2 separate regions of the Zea mays genome follow, and region 1 is linked to region 2. A link is a contact called in public Hi-C data. All regions are on one chromosome and are shown on one strand. Each heading gives the region's core, a stretch centred on a gene start, on an enhancer-like site or on the middle of the called end of the contact. The rest is flanking DNA. Distances are from core to core; before and after follow the strand shown.

What was found. Hi-C and Micro-C count contacts between places; a contact is called where the count stands out from the background.
Region 1: a Hi-C map of endosperm shows a contact between it and region 2, with 3 times the contacts expected there. The contact joins the promoter of LOC103633963 here to the promoter of LOC100283569 in region 2. A contact is called at or near these places in 3 of 25 Hi-C or Micro-C datasets (ear, endosperm and tassel).

What each region holds. Positions count from the first base shown.
Region 1 is chr1:36,426,823-36,430,295 of Zm-B73-REFERENCE-NAM-5.0, forward strand. It overlaps LOC103633963 (ERAD-associated E3 ubiquitin-protein ligase component HRD3), which reads left to right and starts at 1,814. Exons shown (of 7, transcript XM_008655622.4): 1 at 1,814-2,574. The coding sequence starts at 1,990.
Region 2 is chr1:36,280,562-36,283,791 of Zm-B73-REFERENCE-NAM-5.0, forward strand. It overlaps LOC100283569 (glyoxal oxidase), which reads left to right and starts at 1,330. Exons shown (of 1, transcript NM_001156469.2): 1 at 1,330-3,230. The coding sequence starts at 1,437. The coding sequence ends at 3,179.

The DNA of each region.
Region 1 (3,473 bases), core at 564-3,063, 150 kb after region 2:
CACCGGACACTGTCCGGTGGCACACCGAACTGTCCGGTGCGCCAGACCAGGGCACACTTCGGTTTTCTATGCTCCCTTTGTTTTGAACCCTAACTTGTTCTTTTTATTGGTTTGTGTTGAACCTATGGCACCTATAGAACATATAATCTAGAGCAAACTAGTTAATCCAACTGTTTGTGTTGGGCAATTCAACCACCAAAATCATTTAGGAAAATGTTTGACCCTATTTCCCTTTCAATTATCACTCGTGGCAACAACCATCATTGTTGTTGTTCTTGCTCAATCTTAGATGTGAATAAAATCTAGTTCAATCACAACACTAGAGTAAGCCCTATTTATTTGAGCTTCTTGGTAGCTTCTCAACCAAAAAGCCAGAAGCACAAACAAACAATTATTTTTCTATTTAACTTTCAGAAAGCCAAAAGCTCAGGAAAAGTTGAGTTTATGTAAAAAGCTAAAAGCCTGGTTTCATGGGCTTTATGTAGCTTTCTAAGTCTAAAAAGTTAATAACATTATTGAAAAGCTATTATTGACTTTGCAGGATCAAAAGCCTAATGATATCTTTTAAAAAACTCCAAAAAGTTGTAGCTCAAAAAACAAGCCTTACAAATTAGTCAATTATCGTCCCATTTATCAAAATCACACATGAAACTTTCAGTGGCCTCGACGACGGTCTCATGAGCCCAGTGGTGCAGCCTTACTAGGGTGTGGGGTGACATGAGTGGACGTGAAAACTGGTCAGTGGGGTGCGTTGTGGCGTGACCGCCGATTTGTAGGCTCAACGGAGTCTTTGCGGCGAAGCTTAAAAAAATACTCCCTCCGTCTCAGGATATAAGGCGTAACCACTTTTTATTCTTGTCTCACAATATAAGGCGTGCTCTCTCTATGCATACGTATATCGATGCAGTGGTATAGAGACAATTAAATGCATTTCTTGGTCTTTGAACCAGAGGTGGTTACGCCTTATATAATGGGACGGAGGGAGTAAGTGACAAGAAGAAAATAATTGAACCGTTTTTTCTATGTAACAAGTGATATGTTAGGTATTTTTTTCTCTAACTTTATTAAATTTAAATTTGGTGGAAACACATGCTCAACCAATTTGACAAATCTAAAGATAGATCCCTTATTTTAGTTAAGTAGATCTACAATGAAACTACTAGATATAAAAATTCAATTTAAATATAGTTTACTAGCATATAGCCTGTGCTAATGCTACGATCCCGCGTAGGGAGGGGTCGACGATGGCGACGACAGCGCGAGGGGGAGGAGTTGATGGCGGAGCTGGTGGCCTGAGTGAGGGGAGAGGGCAACGGGGTTGTGGGGAGGGAGAAGGGGAAGGATGATCCAAATAATATTGTTCATTGAATTTGAATGAGCAAGGGGGTGAGATTATCCGTTGATTTTGATGATGTGTTAAGTTTAGATACAATTTGTTTGGTGGATTTAGTGGATGTTATATGTGTGGAGGTAATTTTGTTGTGTGAATTTTGTAAAGTTTAAACTGATAGATTATATAGTGGTATAGAGATATATATTTGATAGTGTGTTAAGTCTCGATGTAATTTAGTTGATCGATGTTATGGATGTGGGGGTGATTTAGTTGAGTGAGTTTTGTAAAATTTAAACTGATGGATTATACAGAGAAAAAGAAGATAGAGAAAAAAGAAGAAGATATAGATAGATTAAATTTAGAGTCACTCAAGTTTTACAAATAAGTCTAAAACTCGTAAGCCCATGGGCCATATAGAAAGATAGCGCAGCGCACACCCAAGCAAAATCACTTAAGTTCGGATCCACACCAGGCTCAAACGCCAAGCCAATCACGGAGCACGGACACGTCTCCACTGCGGGTCCCATCTCCACGTCATAGTCCTAGAAGCTGCCCGCTCGACATGCCCCACCTGCCAGCATCCCCTGCGCAGTCCCAAGTCCCAACTCCTACTCCCTGCCGTGCAACGGGGGTGAGATCTTGTGTTCTCGTAGGCTATGCCTTCCCCGATGGCTCGCGTCCTGCACCGCCGTCTCCTCCTCCTCGCCGCCGTCTCCTTCGCCGTGGTCGCTTCTCTCCTTCGCCCAGCTGCTGCAGTGCGCCCGTTTGTTTTGGTTCTCTCCGGTGAGGACTTCCTCAAGGATTCGGCCGCGCACCCGTCCCTCCCCTCTGCCGACTCCACCGACGACGACGGGTGGGACGACTTCGCCGACGATTCACCAGCCGCCGACCCGCTCCTCTCCCCGTCCTCCTGGGTCCCTCTTCTTGACCCAGCAAGCCCTCCCCTTTCTGGCGATGAGACGGACTCGTCGGCCGACGCGCTCTTCGTCGCGGGCGCCCGCGCGATGCTCTCCGCAGCGTCCGATGGGGACGACGCGGCGTTCGCCACGGCTGCCGCGCAGATCGAGGCCGCGGCAGAGGCGGGGCACCCGGGCGCGCAGTCCGCGCTCGCGTTCCTCACCGGCGCCGGGATGACGCGCCCGGCATCCCGATCGCTCGCATTCCTGTTGCACAAGTTCGCCGCCGACGCGGGAGATCTTCAGTCAAAGATGGCCCTCGCGTACTCCTACTTCCGCCAGGAGGTGAGGTGGTCAATACCGTTTGCTTTTACTCACTCATACAATCTGCATACTCTAATTGGGGGTTGAATGTTTGAATTCGTTGGCTTACTTGCAAATTGAGGAACTTTTTGGGTCAGATATTAGCATTTTTTGCTTGGGGTTGCGAAGGGTTAGTTCCTGGGTGATCAGGCATTAGAATAGCAAGTTGTTTCAGTTAATCAATTGGTAGTCACATTTGCTGAAATTGGGTGTAGACTTTGATCTTATTTGCTGGTAGAAATCGTGAGGCCAGTGTCTTTGCCAATTTGTAGCGTGGTTCTTATTTTTACCATAACATTTTTAGTTTTTGCACAAACATTACACCTTAGAGAATCAAATTCCCTCTTCATCATTGTAGGGTTATATTTGATGTTAGGTCTACAAATTCTTCTCTAGAACTAATGTTTTTTCGTGACACAGTCATCTTACAAGTTGGAGGTAATTTAAGAAGCAATAATCGAATTGAAGAAATTTATCAGTACTAACTACTAACCATGATGTTTTTTTCACTTGAGTACTAGTGAGCACTGAGCAGCCTGCTTTAACCACATTTACTTATTTTTTATCTTGCATCCAGATTCCAGACATTGGATATCTGATGCAGCGTTCTCTTGTAAATTGCCCTGTTTATTTTGGTGAAGCAAATTAGGGATAGTATTTTACCTTAAAAATAAAGTTTAGCTTCTTGCACTAACATTTAATTCCTTTTGGTTACTTGCATATATTGCACAATCTGTGGTTATCACAATAAGCTTTACTTCATATAAAAAGTAGGGGTTGCCCAATCTGATTCAATAATTATTATCATGTAGCTTGTTCTACTCCAGTCCACTCTGTTGGTGTTTAAATTGGGCTCAACCTGTCAAATCCCATCATTTTAA
Region 2 (3,230 bases), core at 80-2,579:
ACAAAGCCCTTTTCGGCACAACCCACCCAACTCCATTGAGTCGTGCTTTTGTACTGGGTTTGGGTCATGCGGATCGAGTGGCCTGTTTGACTATGTATGGCCTCAGGTCAAAGAAAAGGAAAGCAACAACGTGAGCCGTCATGTTGTGTGGCTACACTGAGTGAGTGGGTGGATGAGTGGGGCTACTACGATACTACTCCTAATTTTAAAGCCATTTCAACTCTGTTCATAATGAAAACATCTTATGTTTGATCAACTTGATATAATAAAAATAATAATGTTTATTATACCAAATTTATATTATTACTATTTTATGAATTATATTTCTATAGTATATCTAGTTGATGTTATAAATTTCTTTAATTTTCTTGGTTAAATCCGAGATGTTTTGAATGACTTGTGATTTTGGAATGGAGGGTTTACTATCGTATCGTCTGTGAGAGCATCTCTAAAAGACTAGTTAAATAGATCGCCAAGCTAAAGTTTGGCTATTCAATAGCAAAATAACTCTCCAACAGACTAGCTATCTGATTTATCAAGCTAACTGACTCTCTAAATTTGCTCTCTCGCTAGCTAAATTTAGCTAGCCATTCGACTAGCAAAACTAGATAGATAGTCTGTTGGAGTGAGATGATATATATATAGAGTGTAGTCTTCATAAAAAAGTAAATAGAGAGTTAAATAAAGAGTCAAAAATAAAGAGTCACTTAGAGGTGCTCCGAGCCTGGCTTGTCCACGGCGTTTTCGCTTGTCTCGCCTCGCGACGCGAGGAGGGGTCCGGTGTGCTGTTGTTCAGGGGGGTGCAGTGCAGTGTGCACGCCTGCACGGTTTCTCTTATCGACGGAGTCCAACGTACGTCGCGGTCTCCAAACATGCATGCTGCGGGCCGGAGGGACAAGCCAACATGGTGGATAAGGCAGCAACCACATCATGCCGTGCTCCTTCCTGGTCTTGTATGGGTCAGCAGGGAAGTAAGTACACGAAACGGGATCGAACGACGCACGGGATCGATCGAACGTGTACGTGCGCCAAATTGCCGGTCTGGTTGTTGTGCTCGTCGACTCATGAATACATACCCAAAAACTAAACATCAGAACAAAGAACAAAGTTAATTAAGGCAGGGCCATCAATTGACCAAATAAAGATCGTACTATATAAAAAGAACCAACCTGGCCAAAGCTCACTCGAGCGGAACGAAATTCCATTGTAAAGGCGCCAGCTAGCTGGAGTGTTTAAATGATATCGTGTGAAAAATCAGGGAGCAAAAATGGTGGTCGAAGCTTGGGCACTGCCGCATATATATACACTTCGCCGCTCAACGAGCTAAACACCCCCACTTAACCAAGAAAACGGAATCAAAGAAAACCTGTCCCTGAAACGACGACGCAACATCGTTACGTCTACAAGCCTGTGCCTGTCCCATCGATCGATCAACCATGGAGATTGCATTGGCAGCCAAGAAGAAGAACCGTGCCCGTCGCCACCTCGCCGTTCTTCTCCTGCTCCTCGCCTGCGCCTGCGCCGGCATTGCGCCCGCGAGCGGCGCCGGCGGGAGGTGGGACCTCCAGCAGCGCAGCATCGGGGTGTCGGCGATGCACATGCAGCTCCTGCACAACGACCGCGTCATCATCTTCGACCGCACCGACTTCGGCCACTCCAACCTCTCCCTCCCCGACGGACGCTGCCGCGTCAACCCGCGGGAGCGCGTGCTCCCTCAGGGGGACTGCACCGCGCACTCCGTCGAGTACGACGTCGCCGCCAACGCGTTCCGCCCGCTCTTCGTCTTCACCGACACCTGGTGCTCCTCGGGCACCGTCGCGCCCGACGGCACGCTCGTCCAGACCGGCGGCTGGAACGACGGGTTCCGCAACGCGCGCACCATGCCCGCGTGCAGCGACGGCGACGAGAGCTGCGACTGGTCCGAGACGCAGGACGCGCTCTCGGCCAACCGGTGGTACGCCACCAACCAGATCCTCCCCGACGGCCGCGCGTTCATCATCGGCGGCCGGAGGCAGTTCAGCTACGAGTTCTACCCAAAGGCGGGCCCTTCGGATACGTCCGTCATCCCGATGCCATTTCTGGTGCAGACGAGGGACCCCGAGGAGAACAACCTTTATCCGTTCGTGCACCTCAACATAGACGGCAACCTTTTCATCTTCTCCAACAACCGCGCCGTCCTCTTGGACTACAGCAGCAACAAGATCGTGCGGACGTACCCCGTGCTGGGCGACGGCGACCCGCGGAACTACCCCAGCTCGGGCTCCTCGGTGCTGCTCCCGCTGAAGCCCAACCCCACCGAGGCCGAGGTGCTGGTCTGCGGCGGCGCGCCAGCGGGCTCCTACAACTCCACCAAGCAGCAGCAGGGCGGCACCGCCGGCGCTTTCGTCCCGGCGCTGACGACGTGCGGGCGGATCAAGATCACCGACGCCGCGCCGGCGTGGGTCATCGAGACAATGCCGTCGCCGCGGGTGATGGGCGACATGGTCCTTCTGCCCAACGGCGCGGAGGTGGCCATCATCAACGGCGCCGCGGACGGCACCGCCGGGTGGGAGTCCGCCAAGACCCCGGCGTACGCGCCCGTCGTCTACCGCCCGGACCACTCGCCGGGGGACCGGTTCGAGGAGCAGAACGCGGCGGGCGTCGCGCGGCTGTACCACTCCTCGGCGGTGCTCCTCCGGGACGGCCGCCTGCTGGTGGGCGGCAGCAACCCGCACACCTACTACAACTTCAGCAACGTGCAGTTCCCCACCGACCTCAGCCTGGAGGCCTTCTCGCCGGAGTACCTCGACGCGTCCAACGACATGCTGCGGCCGAGGATCCTCGACCCGTCCCCCACCGGCGCGCCCGCGAGCGTGGGCTACGGGGCGACGATGGCGATCCGGTTCTTGGTCCCGGCATTGGCGCGGAGAAGGCGTGGCGGCCGCGCCGGCGGCCTCGGTGACGTGTCGGTGACGATGGTGGCGCCGTCCTTCACGACGCACTCGTTCGCGATGAACCAGCGGCTGCTGTTCCTTGACGTGACCAAGAACGTGGCGGTGCGCGGCCGAGCCGGCGCGTTCAGCGCGTCGGTGACGATGCCGGCGACAGCGGTGCTGGCGCCACCGGGGTACTACATGCTGTTCGTGGTGAACGGGCACATCCCCAGCGAGGGGATCTGGGTCAAAATACAGGCACAGTGAGAGCGTGCGACGGGGAAGGGGTTATACATTTCATTCATTTTGTTTCGTTCT